3 separate regions of the Mus musculus genome follow, and all the other regions are linked to region 3. Evidence: chromatin contacts called from public HiCAR-type and HiChIP or PLAC-seq data. All regions are on one chromosome and are shown on one strand. The core of a region is the stretch at or near the end of the contact, and the rest is flanking DNA. Distances in the headings are between cores, read along the strand shown. Region 1 has its middle 39 kb from the start of Oxr1. Region 2 overlaps Oxr1 (oxidation resistance 1). Region 3 overlaps Oxr1 (oxidation resistance 1).

What was found. HiCAR-type assays count read pairs that join an accessible place to other places. HiChIP or PLAC-seq counts read pairs in DNA pulled down with a chosen protein or histone mark.
Region 1: an H3K27ac HiChIP or PLAC-seq map of embryonic stem cells shows a contact between it and region 3, with 14 read pairs. The contact joins two enhancer-like sites. A contact is called at or near these places in 2 of 15 datasets of contacts at CTCF or cohesin (both in the NIH/3T3 cell line), 4 of 484 Hi-C or Micro-C datasets (the CH12 cell line and embryonic stem cells), 3 of 115 datasets of contacts at active chromatin or transcription factors (bone marrow-derived dendritic cells and embryonic stem cells) and 1 of 9 other capture datasets (embryonic stem cells).
Region 2: a HiCAR-type map of embryonic stem cells shows a contact between it and region 3, with 6 times the contacts expected there. The contact joins two enhancer-like sites. A contact is called at or near these places in 1 of 15 datasets of contacts at CTCF or cohesin (the NIH/3T3 cell line), 5 of 484 Hi-C or Micro-C datasets (embryonic fibroblasts, embryonic stem cells, reprogramming fibroblasts and 1 more), 4 of 115 datasets of contacts at active chromatin or transcription factors (all in embryonic stem cells) and 1 of 9 other capture datasets (embryonic stem cells).

What each region holds. Positions count from the first base shown.
Region 1 is chr15:41,406,462-41,410,866 of GRCm38.p6, reverse strand. No RefSeq gene overlaps it. Among named protein-coding and RNA genes, the nearest start is that of Oxr1, 39 kb to the left of the region's middle. Within about 2 kb of position 1,911, at least 7 of the 459 cell types and tissues checked have an H3K27ac peak or open chromatin away from gene starts, as enhancers often do. A contact at or near this core is called in embryonic stem cells, where this site is marked.
Region 2 is chr15:41,475,563-41,480,179 of GRCm38.p6, reverse strand. The region is part of intron 1 of Oxr1 (oxidation resistance 1); the gene reads right to left. Among named protein-coding and RNA genes, the nearest start is that of Oxr1, 30 kb to the right of the region's middle. Within about 2 kb of position 3,314, at least 5 of the 459 cell types and tissues checked have an H3K27ac peak or open chromatin away from gene starts, as enhancers often do. A contact at or near this core is called in embryonic stem cells, where this site is marked.
Region 3 is chr15:41,655,659-41,660,393 of GRCm38.p6, reverse strand. All of the region lies in intron 3 of Oxr1 (oxidation resistance 1), which reads right to left. Among named protein-coding and RNA genes, the nearest start is that of Oxr1, 210 kb to the right of the region's middle. Within about 2 kb of position 1,838, at least 13 of the 459 cell types and tissues checked have an H3K27ac peak or open chromatin away from gene starts, as enhancers often do. A contact at or near this core is called in embryonic stem cells, where this site is marked.

The DNA.
Region 1 (4,405 bases), core at 662-3,161, 250 kb after region 3:
TCACAAATGTGATCAGGACACTAGCACTTGCACAGTGGACAGATGATTCATTGGAAAAAATCATCAGAGTGCTATACTTGTAACAGCAAAAGACTGAAAACAACTAAAATGTTAGTCGATATATGAGGAATAAAGTAAAAATAGTGTATTCATACAACGGTTCAACTTGCAGATACTTAAAATATCAGAAGCTTTTAATACAGTGAATTGAAATGATATTTTTCAAGATGCACAGACTGTTAATACAAAGTACAAAGAAGTTGGTTACTAGAATGCTATTTGTGCAAACAAGAGAGAGGACAGCAAGGATGCCCTTATCCTAGTGTAGCACATCTTTGGTGGGTCACATCAGGAACTGATATTGCTAGCAGTCAAGGAAGAAAGTGGATAATTGCACATCAGTGATAGAAGACAGATCTATGTACCATGAATAATGAAACTATAAATAAATTACCTACTCAAGAATGAAATGTAGTAAGAAAAATAGAGGAAAATGCCTATTCATGACCAGTGATCTTTTTCAATTAAGATTTAAAATGTCATCTTAATTTTAGAAACAATGCCATACCCTGGACATCTGTAGTTGGCACAAACTTGTTTTGGACTGTAACAGACACAGTGAATCTGCAGAACCCATTCATCTTCATATTAAACAAATGGGAGATTTAAAGGGCAAGTCAGTCAGATGGATTGTCTTGTCTTTCTCACTTTCAAATGGCACTAGTAATTTCTACCATTTCTCCTGGGGCCTGGTATACTTTCCTGCTTATAACTGTGGTGAGCTAAAAGATCACCCGAGATGCCAGTAGATCAGGCCCTCTAGCCAATTGTTATGCTTTCCACTAAAGCTCTTCTCTTTCTCAAAAGGCACGCTATTTGAAGGGAGATCCACAGCAGGGCTTATCTCCAGTTTTCTGTAAGATAGCTAGGTGGATGGATGGATGGATGGGTGGATGGGTGGATGGGTGGATGGGTGGATGGGTGGATGGATGGGTGGATGGATAGATAGAACAGAGAACAGAGACAAGCAGATAGACATAATCAGAAAAACAAAGGATGGAGACTACTTCAAAAGCTCTAAATTCTTACTCATCTGATTTAACACAAGAAATTCCTCTTAATAGTATAAATTCTACTGTAGCCTCCCTCAGCCTTGAAGCAGGCTGATCCAGACTTTGACCTTGCTGCCACTAAGAAGGAGATTACCTAGGGTAGAGCCTTCTGACCTTGATGGCTCTATTTGCTCTTCTCCAAGACTCTGCTTTCTGCTGAAAGGTCCTTGAGACGTTCCGGAGACACACCCTGTAGATCGCCTACTGCCTTGCTCCAGGCACCGAGAATGGGCTGGCGGGGGATGGGCCTCTTATAAGCACGGACTCTCAGTAAACTTCAGAGGCTTTGAACAGAAAGATTTGTCTTGACCTCATTCTTTTCTCACCGTCTGATCTCTTTCAGCCCCAGCCCGCCTTTCAGGGGAACCCAGTTCATGTGGCCCCAGGCAGCTACATTCTACGACCCTTCTAAACTTGTATCAAAATACCCTTGAAGTGATCACGTATTTACTATCCATGACTTATTTATTTTCTCCAAAAATTCTGTATGCCTAACCATTTTCAATAAAGACTTGGTTTGGTTTATGAGACTAGACGTAGACTTTTCATGCTCCCCTTTGCACTGACCAGGCTCAACATAGATCTGAAATTGCTCTCTCTGAGATCACCCTTCAGTATTGGGAGCACTACCAGTTATTAAACGGCTTCTACTTTGCTAGTTATTACAATGAAGTATAGAAACGTATCAGGAGCACAGCTCTAATTCAGGTTCAAGAAACACATTAACCCAGCACACACGAACTGCACCAGAATTTGTGGCTGCACTGAACTGAGTGAGGCTGTTGCTGAGTCAGGAGCCCATGGTGTTAGTCCCAGAACTTAACAGTTCTCTAGAATTCCTGGATCGTTTGGTAGAGGCACACCACATGTCTTCAAACTCCTATTCCTTTTCTTCCGATAGTCTTTCGTTTCTCTTTCCTGGGATGGGTGGGCAGGAACCACGGAATCTTGTGAGTAAAGTATCTGTGTCATCTGCCCCCAGCCCTGAGCTCTGGATATCTCACTGGAGGCTCTAGCACGCCTGTTAATCCTCTCATAAGAACACACAGATGGTTGTATATTTTTTGCTCTCTGCTTTTAGTAGATGCTAGGACTGGAAGATGGGGGCAATTTCCTTTCCTTTACTGATTTTCAGGAAAAAGAAGTAGTCATATTTATTTATAATGTAAAACTTCCTTACTTAACATCAATCTAACCAGAGTATCATGAGCTTGGTTATCTTTGACTCCTACCTGTTTCTTTCATGTACATTTTGTTTTAAGAAAACAACAACAACAACAACAACAACAACAAAAAACCAACTCTTGTCTTTGCTGTTTTTTTCCTCATCTCAGATCTTTACTTAAAATGAATAATTAAAACCACACAACTAAAAACACCAGAAACCATGCAGTCAAAGTAATTTATTTTAATTAAAATTTGATTCACAGGATTCAAACTTGTCCCATAAGGCAAAAACTTGCAGCCAAATTCAGAGGATGTCTGGGGAGCCTGGCAAAAGTCCATCAGCATTTCTAATACCAGTATAAGCTTAAGATCATTAAAACGACTCCAGGGAAATAAGTAGCAATGATGAGAAAAAAAATAGATATTAATGTATATTTCAATGTTTGATCTGGAGGGACTATGGACGCTGTTGGGCTCCGAAGTTTAAAGATACTGACAATTTCAGAAAAGGAACCTAACAATATTTAAATGCAGTGTAAAAGTGCAAGTTTATATGTCCAAAGTAGCAAAATAAAGTTAATATAAGGATGGACAGTCAAGAGTAGAAATAAAATGCATGCATTATTAGAGAAATGAAATTCCTTACTTTGTAATTCAACTTCTAAAGAAGCACACTTGCAAAGGATTTGGGAAGCAAAGGCAGTCTGAGTTCAAGGCCAGATTTGTCTGTATAGTGAGTTCCCTGTAGCCAGAGATACACAGTGAGATTCTGTCTCAAACCAAACAAACACATAAAAAGATTGTAAAACAGAAGAACCATGTTTGCAATAATCACATGGAAACAGCATCATCAACACACTAGAACTATCTTCTTATAGCCTCGTGTCTTTAACTTCACTTCTATTTCTAAATGTTAACACTTTTTTTTTTCCTGGTATGGGGATTGAACCCAAAGCCTTGGACACACTAGGGAAATATTTTGCATCATGTGTGTGTGTGTGTATGTGTGTGTGAATTTTATACTTTGAATTCTAAAATATAATGAATAAATATGTACTTTTATTTTATGTTATCAAGCCAGGCTTCTGACCGTGCCAGTAAACCTGCTCTGTGCTGAGCTAGGCCCGGGCATAACTCCTTTTCCTGTCTGCATGTCACCTGACCTCACTTCTCCTAACCACTGGCGTCTCTCACACCTAATGTTTGTCCTTCAGCTCTTTCATTGAAGATACAACACATGTCAGATAATATCTCAGGAACTAGGATCCAGAAGTGGACAAATCCAGGCCAGCCTGAATATTTAAAGTGATAGATGTTCATAAATGATTATTAAATCCAGTCAAAAGAAATACTCAAGTGAAAGAGAAGATGGGCTATATGAATAATTGAGAAACTTTATTCTGTTTATTTCTCTGCTTTCGTTAGACTAAAAATAATAATCAGGATTGACTTTATGTGAGAATCATGTTGCACTTCATCTAAAATGATAAAAGAAGTTGTCAGCCATACTTGGTTTCTGATGCTATAATACTTGGAGTTTTATCTGTCAAGAGTATACCATAAAAACACCTGGATGAACTGAGCATAGTGGTATACACCTTTAATCCCAGCACTTGGGAGGCAGAAGCACTCTGATTTCTGTATTTAAGACCAAGCTGGTCTACATGTCATGTTCCAGGCCACTCAAGTTAACACAAGACGTGGTGTCAAAAGAAATGGGTACAAACAAATGAGTAAACAAAGGAGCACAGTATCCAAATAACTGTGTAGGATGACCCCACCTCCCCTTCTCTCAGCACTCTCTCTCTCCCCCTTCCCTCCCCTCCCCCTTCCTCTCCCTCTCTCCCTCTTCCCCTTCCTCTCCTCCTCTCCCTCTCCCTCCTTCCTCTCCCTCTATTCCTCCCTCTCGCTCTTGTCTGTCTCTCTTTGTCTCTGTCTGTCCATCTCTCTGTCTCTCTCTCTTACACACAGACACACACACACACACACACACACACACACCCCATAATGCAGTCCCAAATAACAGAAATTCTCAGATCTTCACAATTCTTTTTTGTTATTTTCAAATACAAGTGAAATTGAAATTTTCTAACCACTTAAAACTCTTCACAGACCCACACAATGGC
Region 2 (4,617 bases), core at 2,065-4,564, 180 kb after region 3:
ATGTTCATAGCAGCCTTATTTATAATAGCCAGAAGCTGGAAAGAACCCAGATGCCCCTCAACAGAGGAATAGATACAGAAAATGTGGTGCATTTACACAATGGAGAACTACTCAGCTATTAAAAACAATGAATTCATGAAATTCTTAGGCAAATGGATGGAACTAGAAAATATCATCCTGAGTGAGGAAACCCAGTCATAAAAGAACACACATGGTATTCACTCACTGATAAGTGGATATTAGCTCAGGCGCTCAGAATACCCAAGATACAATTCACAGACCACTTGAAGCTCAAGAAGAAGATCAAAGTGTGAAGTGGAGACTGAAGGAAAGGCCATCCAGAGACTGCCCCACCAGAGGATCCATCCCATATACAGTCACCAAACCGAGACACTATTGAGGTTGCCAACAAGATCTTGCTGACAGGAGCCTGGTTTTAGCTGTCTCCTGAGGAGCTCTCCCAGTGCCTGACAAATACAGAGGTGGATGCTCACAGCCATCCATTGGATTGAGCACAGAGTCCCCAGTGGAGGAGCTAGAGAAAGTACCCAAGGAGTTTAAGGGGTTTGCAGCCCCATAGGAGGAACAACAATATGAACCAACCGGTACCCCCAGAGCTCCCAGGAACTAAACCACCAACCAAAGAGTACGCATGGAGGGACCCATGGCTCCCATTGCATATGTAGCAGAGGATGGCCTAATCAGTCATCAATGGGAGAAGAGGTCGTTCTTCCTCTGAAGGCTCTAGCCCCAGTGTAGGGGAATTTCAGGGTCAGGAAGCCAGTGTGGGTGGGTTGGGGAGCAAGCTAAGGGGGTAGGTGATAGGGGATTTTCAGAGGGGAAACTAGGAAAGGGGATAACATTTGAAATGTAAATAAAGAAATTATCTAATTTAAAAAAGTACATAAAATATAAACGAGACTCAGCGAGAAGAAGACAATGATCAGGAGAGACTTAAATGGTTGGCTGGAGAGTGGATAACGGGAGCTTGGATTTGATCAGTGTGCATTTTTTGAATATACTAAAATTTTGAACTGAAAACCATTAATTAATGCATGTTAATAAAAAATTTAAAAATTAAATGCAGATTTAGCAGGGAAGCATTTTTTCTTTCCTATTCCCAATTGTCACTATCACAGAGACACTGTCAGTATCCCTTCACCTTTCTGCATAAGATAAAGCTACTTAATATTATTTACCTTCTTAGCATTGTTTCATTATCTATGACCAATTGTTATATCAATCTTGCAAATATCTGCACTGTACTCTATTTTATTTTGAAAATACATATAAAATGAACATCTACTTTGCATTCTGAAGATACATAGAATTAAGTGAAAATACAAAGTGAAAACTTGAATTATGCTTAGTTAATTGTATAAACTCATAACTAACACTCCTATTCTATTAAGGTACAGAACAAGTTTATTATTCCAAAAGGCCCCCCACATTTTCCTTATACCAAATGTCTAAGCCTCATAGGAAACCCCTATTCTTATATCTATCATGTATACTATTTATAACTACACCTAGAAATTCTTAAAATGGAATTATTCAGTATTATGCATTTACCCAAATTAAAGCCATAAATACCCATGCTTTGCATCAACATTTTATTTTCTCTATATTATAAAGTAATGTCCTATTGCATTGGTATATAAATCTGATTATCTCTTCTTTTTGCCGAAGGCCTGTTTCTTTTCTCAATTTACAGTTATTGTAAATAACTATTCTCACTATGTACCTGGCTGATTATGATTAATTGAGTTTATTGAACTTAGTTTCTCTACTTAAAATGAAATTTTAATGGTTTTTAAATCTTAACTCTCAGTTAATTTGTAGCTCTAAAATACATGCTATAAAAATCTACACACAGGTGTTATGTAAGTAAAACTTTCCATGTGACTTGAATAAGGGCACTAACTTATCCTAGGTCCCTAACTGCATAATGCAACCAAGTTATTTTTCTCCAGCCTTAAATGGCTTTATTGTGAATAATAATAGAATAAAACTATTAATTTTAAGAATTTAGATATCAGTGCCTTGTGAACAAAATCATTATTCTTTCACTATAATAAAAAAAATCACATTTGATATAGTTTAGACTAATCTGAGAAACATTAGATTGAAGTACTATTTAATCTTTTGTTGAGCTATGGAGGTTGAGAATCCCCTACATTCATTTTTGTTAACCTTCAGGCATTCCTTGAACATGTATGCACTTTTCTCTCCTATTATTATCTCTTATGGATACTAAATCTACCTTTATGTCCAAAATTACAAGTTAGAAGCCACAAGAAAAGACATTTTTTTTAATGTTACCAATAGCAAGTCATATAGGTGCAGGAAAGTTTCAAACATTAATCTGTATAATAGTATCAAAGGGTCTTCCAAATGCAAAATAAAAATGTAATTCATGCTGTGTTATAGTAAAAACGTCCGCAGAGACGGAAAATCCTCAAGAACGTGGAAGCAACAGAAAACTCAGAGCAGGTCCCCAAAGCCCAAGCCAAGGAGACACCCTCCAGTCTACCAGCAGGGAAGAGGAGAAGATGATGAGTCTTCAACCAGACCATGCACTGTGACTCGAGGCTAGAACCAGCAAATCAAACTCTCCGTACCAGTTGCAATTTATGAAGCAGAATGAAGGACCCCAGATGCTGGTTTACAATAGCAATGAAGTAAAAACACAGAACACAAACTGAGTCTTTGACAGACACTGATCACAAAAGACACTTGGGCCTAGGGAAATCAAAAGCTGTGGTGAAAACTTAAAAACCAAGCATGAAGAGAAAATAGGAGGATAAGGCGGGCATCATGTCTGGGGAATACCTAAGGGCTTGAAAAAATGAACTTAGGAAACTATCTTTCTTCCACAGCTAAACAAAGCATTAAATAATGTTTTAATGTAATGTTTCTCAAGTTAGTGTAAAACACATCCAATATGATTTTCATTGCAGTGCAAGAACTACGCAGTCTCTGAGTAATTCCTAAACCTACCGCTAGGCGTCTTTACACTCATCTAATTAGAAAGCTTGATTCTTCTAAGCTATTAACATGTTCAAGTACTTTCCTAAATCTCCCTCACGAAAAAGTAAAACTCCATAATGTGTGGGGAATGTGGAGCTAGCCAGTGGGTAAAGCTTGCAGTATAAGCAGGGGGTCCAAAGATTGGATTTTAATCACCCACAAAAACAAAAACAAAAACAAAAACAAAAACAAAAGATAATCAACAGCCACTGCACCACAAGGCTGGGCTCCCGGAAGCAGAGGTAGGACCCAGCAAAGTTACTGGCCAGTCAGTGCTGTCAATCAGTGAGCTCACTGAGTGTCAGTTTCAGTGAACTACTCTGTCTCAAAACACAAGGTAGAAAGAGACAGAAGGCGCTGGATGTCCGCCTGTTCCAGCATGAACGTGGTGTGTTCCCACACCCATGTGTGCACACATACACATAAACCGCACACCCATACAAACACACACAAACACACACACAATGTGACATCCACATCCACCCATGTTACTATTTAAGCTACGGATACATAATTTTATGGCTATCGTTTTAATATTAGAGGAGAGAATTGAGGTATCACAGGTTTTGCAAATAAAATAGTGAATACGGCATAGGCCTAAATTATTAAAGCGTAATTAATTAACAGAGGCAGCACTTGGGAAGATAAGGTGCCATAACACATTCAACATCAGTGAATATAACTTTTTTATATAATAATTTTAGCTGGGCCTAACTAGTAATTTCTGCTCACTCAGAAGACAGAAGCATGGAATTCCTGAGTTTAGCTTTCATTGTTTTCTTTTTAAAACATTATACCACTTAAAATAAAAGGTAGAAAATGAAAGGTAATTCTTGCCATAGTTTTTTTTTTTAATCTCAAACAAAAGAACGAATATAAACTGAGTGTGGGGCTTTTCTCTGTGTATTAACTGAAGTAGGAGAAATAGTTAATCATATTATGATGACTTCCAACCTCTGACTGCAACAGCAGAAAGGGAATTCTCTCTACTCAAAGGTGGAAGTTGTAACAGTGTTTCCCTAAAATGCACACTATTTAGAACTTGGCGGCCAATATGTCAGCCAATAGCCAGAAGTACCTACTGAGCTCTTAAAAAGGGCCAACTCAATGGAGTTTCACTTTTAAATTTAACTGAGATAGGTTCTGAAATGAAATGTATGAATTGAATTTTGAAGATATTACAAAAGCGGTAAATATTACAAAAATCCTTTTCAATATTGCTTATAAATTAAAATGATTTTTATTATTACATTGAGCTAAAAGGGTATTATTAAAAATAATTTAGCCCACCTGGATTTGTGTTTGATTTTCTAATATTTTATTACATTCATTCATTTCTGGGAAGAGGTGGCTTGTGTGTGACAGCATGCATGTGGACCTCAGAGGACAAGCTGTGGCCATGGGCAATGGTTCTCTCCTTTTACCACACGGGTTCTGGAAACGGACTCAGGTTATCAGGCTTCGTGGCATGAGTCTTTACTCTCTGAGCCATCATGCTGGCTCTAATGCCTTGAGAAAATTAAACAACACATAGCTCCCATCATATTAATATTACCTAGCCTTGAGTCTAGATACCTTAAACAAAGT
Region 3 (4,735 bases), core at 589-3,088:
AGGGTTGGGATTTGTAATGAAGATGCAAAGTAGGCAGAGCCAGGACATGGGCATTTTATAGAGTATCAACTTCATCTTGATAGGAATGAGAGACACTGTATGATTTTCAACAGGGAAAAAATGGACAAACTCTGCACGTTATCAAGATAGGAAGTTTGGTTCATGAGGGCAGGGCCATGCTACCTCCATTACACATGCAAGAAGTTCACTTACATTTATTGGAATCTTTAAGCTCCAGGGGCTATTATAAGCACTTCATACATAATATTTTCATTTATATCTCAAAGCAACCCTTTCAGTAAGTATCAGATTTGTTTCCTTTTCCAATGAAAGACAATGAGCTTTGACACCCTAAATAGCCTATTTATGGTCATTTAGCTAGGAGGAGTGAGGAGGTCCTACTTAAACATTCATCTGCGAGATCAAGTTCCTCTTCAATAATCTGACTGCTCTTGTGACAGAGAGAGGGAGGAGAGAGGGAGAGAGGGAGAGATGGAGAGAGGGAGAGAGGGAGGGAGGGAGAGAGGGAGAGAGAGAGAGAGAGACCAGGAAAATGTTAGTAATCCCCAAAAAACACACACAAGAGCTAATCAGATGCAACTCACAGCAGGGTCTTTATTCTATTTGAGCTAATTCACCCACTACCCCCACCCCCTACGCACCACCAGCACACAGGCCAGTTTTGGTGGTCGGGGAGCCCAGACTGTCTATTGGGGCAAAGCTTTATAGTAAGCAGTAAGCAGGGAGTACATGCATAAGCATCTAATTGGAAAGCTGTTGTGGCCTTCAACCTAGTTGTCTGGTGCTGGGAGTCAGATCATAAACTTTACTTCTGCTCTACTCTGCATTGGTGGTCATTAGGAAGGGACCATTAGGTCTTGTAACCTGGGGGTGCAGGTTTGTTGGGGGAATTACCTAGAAACTCTGCTCTTGTTGGGGATTAGCCTAGAGACTGAAGCTAGGCTCAGGCTTTCTTGGGGACAACTTGGAAACTAATGCTAGTTAGCAGTTAGTCTACCTGAGTTCAAACTTAGGTCAGGTTCTCTAAAATGGAGTTTGAATTTAAAGTCTTTGGGGGGGGGGAGAGAGAGAGAGAGAGAGAGGGAGAGAGAGAGAGAGAGACCCCACTGAGTGACCATACTTCAACTGTCAACTGATTAAAGTCACTTTGAATGTCTGCTAATCTTGACATTCTACAGAGGCAAAGTGACATCTATACTCTTCTAGACAGACAACAGCTATATTTAGAAAAATAAAAACTGTAGACATTCTAGAATTTGTTAAATTCTCTCTGATATTTAATTTCACTATACTCCACCCAGCTGAACCCACAAGCTTTTGACTTTCTTTGGCTGCTGAGCAGGCGTGGCCCTGGTGGGGACAGAGAGACTTGGTTCCTGCCCCTAGGACAGAATCCCAGTGTGAGCCTCCAGCAGTATTGATGACTGTAGTGGCATAACACTTGTTTGTGTAACAATGTATATTATTTCACATTCCTCCGAGGAATGGTTTCTCTGTTAATGTTATTGACTCCTTGATAATCAGACAGCAGGAGTCCAGGAGGTGAAGGTGTGGCTATGTCTCAGCAAATGGCAAGCACTGGGACTTTCAGCCCTAAAGGTTATGGAGAAGAGCTCTAAATACATGAGTTTGAAAATATATAATTTCTCAACTATGCAAAAATAAGGACGCAATATGAATTATGAGAACTTCATGAATCTAAAGGAACAAAGGGAGTTGCATTAATGAGTCAACTTATCAGAAAGATACAAAGGCAAGCAGATACAAATATAGGCAGATTCCTGAGTTCAAGGTCAGCCTGGGACATGGCAAGGTTAGCCCCAGGTGTGGTACATATGGTAATTTCAGGATAGGGTCCCACCCAGCTAGTTTAGCGTCTTTGTGTAACTGAGGCAATCAGATCTCTAAATGATTTTGCTATCTTAAAAGAAAACTTATGCTTGCTGTTTCCTAAGAATCAAAGGGCTGGGGCCACCAGTATGTAGATTCATAGAATAATCAAAAGGGAGCCTGGAATAAAGAACTGAATTGATATGTAAATTTAAAAATGGCTTTTGGTCTTCATGGGATGAACTAGCAGAAAGTGGTAGCAGTTCTCTATAATTTTCGCTAGTGAGAGCTGAGCAGTCTGGAGATCTTTGGAGAGCAAAGCGGCTCTTGATGAGTTTTTTTCTTAACAGGATTTCTGACTTGGTCAGATGACTTAATAGTTCTTTTGTAGCAGTTTTTCTAACATTGGTCAGAAAAACATGAGCTATCCAGATATCTTGTAGAATTTTTACCTGAAGAGAGAGCTGCCTCAACCAGAGTTTTATGAGTAGCAAGAGAAGCTGTCTAGGGCAGAACAGAGCAGAATACACAGACACAGAGAGAGAGGGGGGGGGGAGGGGAGAGAGGGGAGGGGGGGGAGGGGAGAGAAGGGAGAGGGGAGAGAGGGGAGAAAGGGGAGAGGGGAGAGAGGAGAGAGGGGAGAGAGGGGAGAGGGGAGAGAGGGGAGAGGGGAGAGAGGGGAGAAAGGGGAGAGGGGAGAGAGGGGAGAGGGGAGAGAGGGGAGAGGGGAGAGGGGAGAGTGAGACATTCTTACCTAAAATGCAGTACTCATCTAGTGACTTATTTTTACTTTTTAAAGGTTCAAATGAAGATTGAGGCTTCATATAGACAGAGTAGCTAGCTTTCCCTCTACTTATTCTAAATAAGTGAAATTTTATTATACGAATTCAAAGACTGATTGTTCTATAAAAAGTGAGTTTGCATGCTATCAATTTTTGATATGATGCTACTTTTAATGAACACCTTCTATTAGGGTTAATTAAGGACAGCCATGTGTGCAAAGAAGGCATAATCTATTTCTTAAGGTTCTCTCAGTAGGAAATAGATGCTATACAGAAGTTTGTGAAAGATAACTGAGGTCAAAAATCAATTCCTAGAGAAGCTATTTACATCTCTCATTAACCTAAAGAGGCATTTCAAATTGTTCTAGCTTTTCTTAAAATAAAAATTCTTCCAGCTTGATTCAAATACAGTGAATTGTAGAGGGCCAGGGATCGACTTAGTTGTAGTACTGCACTGTACCACCAGAGGGATCCCTGGGATTTTCAGTTGTACAAATCCTGAATTGAGACACTGAAAGGTACCCTGCAAAGAAAGGGCATATTGGCTGGCTGGTCTACAGGTTGATGGGTACAGTTTCTTTCCATGAGATTATTTAGGACACTGTGTTACCTCTAGAAATGTCACTGTACTATGTCACCCATAGACTATCTCTGTTCAACCCCTATGAGGAATGGCTGTCCTCCTGTTCAATGACAGATCTGCCTCTTCAGGCCTAAAATGGGGAACGAATTTTGCCTGCAGAGCCTGTCATGTATGGTTCATGTTTACCTCTTCTGCATCTTTTAGACATGATTCCTCATCTGTATAGACAGAGTGTAACAGAATTGTTCTGAGGATTACCTGAGATAGGATAGAGGGACTTATTTTATTCTGGAATATGAAATTCCTAATTCATCCTGTGATGGCTATTCATGATTGTCATCCGCACTCCATCGTCAATTAGCTAAAAGCCAAGTGGCTAGGTACACCTGTGAGGGAGTTCTCTAGATTGGATCTTTAGAAATGTGAAGACCCACCCTAAATCCTGATTCTTTGAGAGAAGAAGTTCCACCTTAAATCTGGGCTACACCTTCCAGCCATGGCAGACTAGATAATGACCAAGGAAGAAAGAAACTTTTGCTATTTGCCTGCTTCCTCTGGCTCACACTGGAGAGTCCGTTCCTTCACCGGCATTAGAGTCCACTTTTGTGGGATTCTGGAGTATACTGAAGACCAACTGAGACACCCAGACTTGCAGACTGAACAATTACTGAAAACTTAGACTTTCTCTCAGTAGCTAGCCATTGTTGGACTGTGGTCCACTGTGGGAAGCCAACTCCAAGATGGTGCCGGTTTCCGGTTGCCTTTGTCATAAACAACACCACTGCGCAGGCGTCAATTCAAATTTGGTGCCAACCCTTCCCAAGTGGGTGCATGCAAATTGAGTGCCGGCTGACTGACCAATCAGAGGGGGCCACAGAGCCTTCTCCTGTGCTGGGGTGCATATAAGCAGGCCTCCCTGGGCGCCTGGGGTCCCATAGAAGTATCGAGGCAAGAATCCGACTGTGTCGTGTTGTTCTTGCTGGTCAAGAGCAGACGGGACAGTCCACCACAGTCTGTCAGTCATTCTAATAAATCCCCTTTTCTTTCTGCCCCATTGCAGAAGAGAACTGTAACACACATGGAGTTTTAAAATGCTGTTGTTTTTTTACTAACGGTACTTTTTAAATGAAGGGATACGGAAATAGATTTGTTTTATGAAATGAACTTTCAGTTACATAGTTGATATATTTTAGTTTTAAAAATAATGCTTTGAGAGTCAAATTAGAAGAGAGGTTACAGAGACAAATTAAAGCTGAGAATCCAAACAACTCTTTCAACACAGTAATTAAACATGTTTTTGAAACTGATAAGAAATCAAACCATTGCAAATTCATGAATTAAAAATTTGCCATGAGGCTGGGAAGATGGCTCAGGGGGTGAAGTGCTTTCAGCACAAGCATGAGAGTTTAGATCCCCATGAACTACACAAAAACTAGGTGTGGTAGGACATGCCTGTAACACTTGTACTTAGTCGGGTAGAGATAAGCCAGTCTTGGTGATATCCTGTTTCATAAAGTGA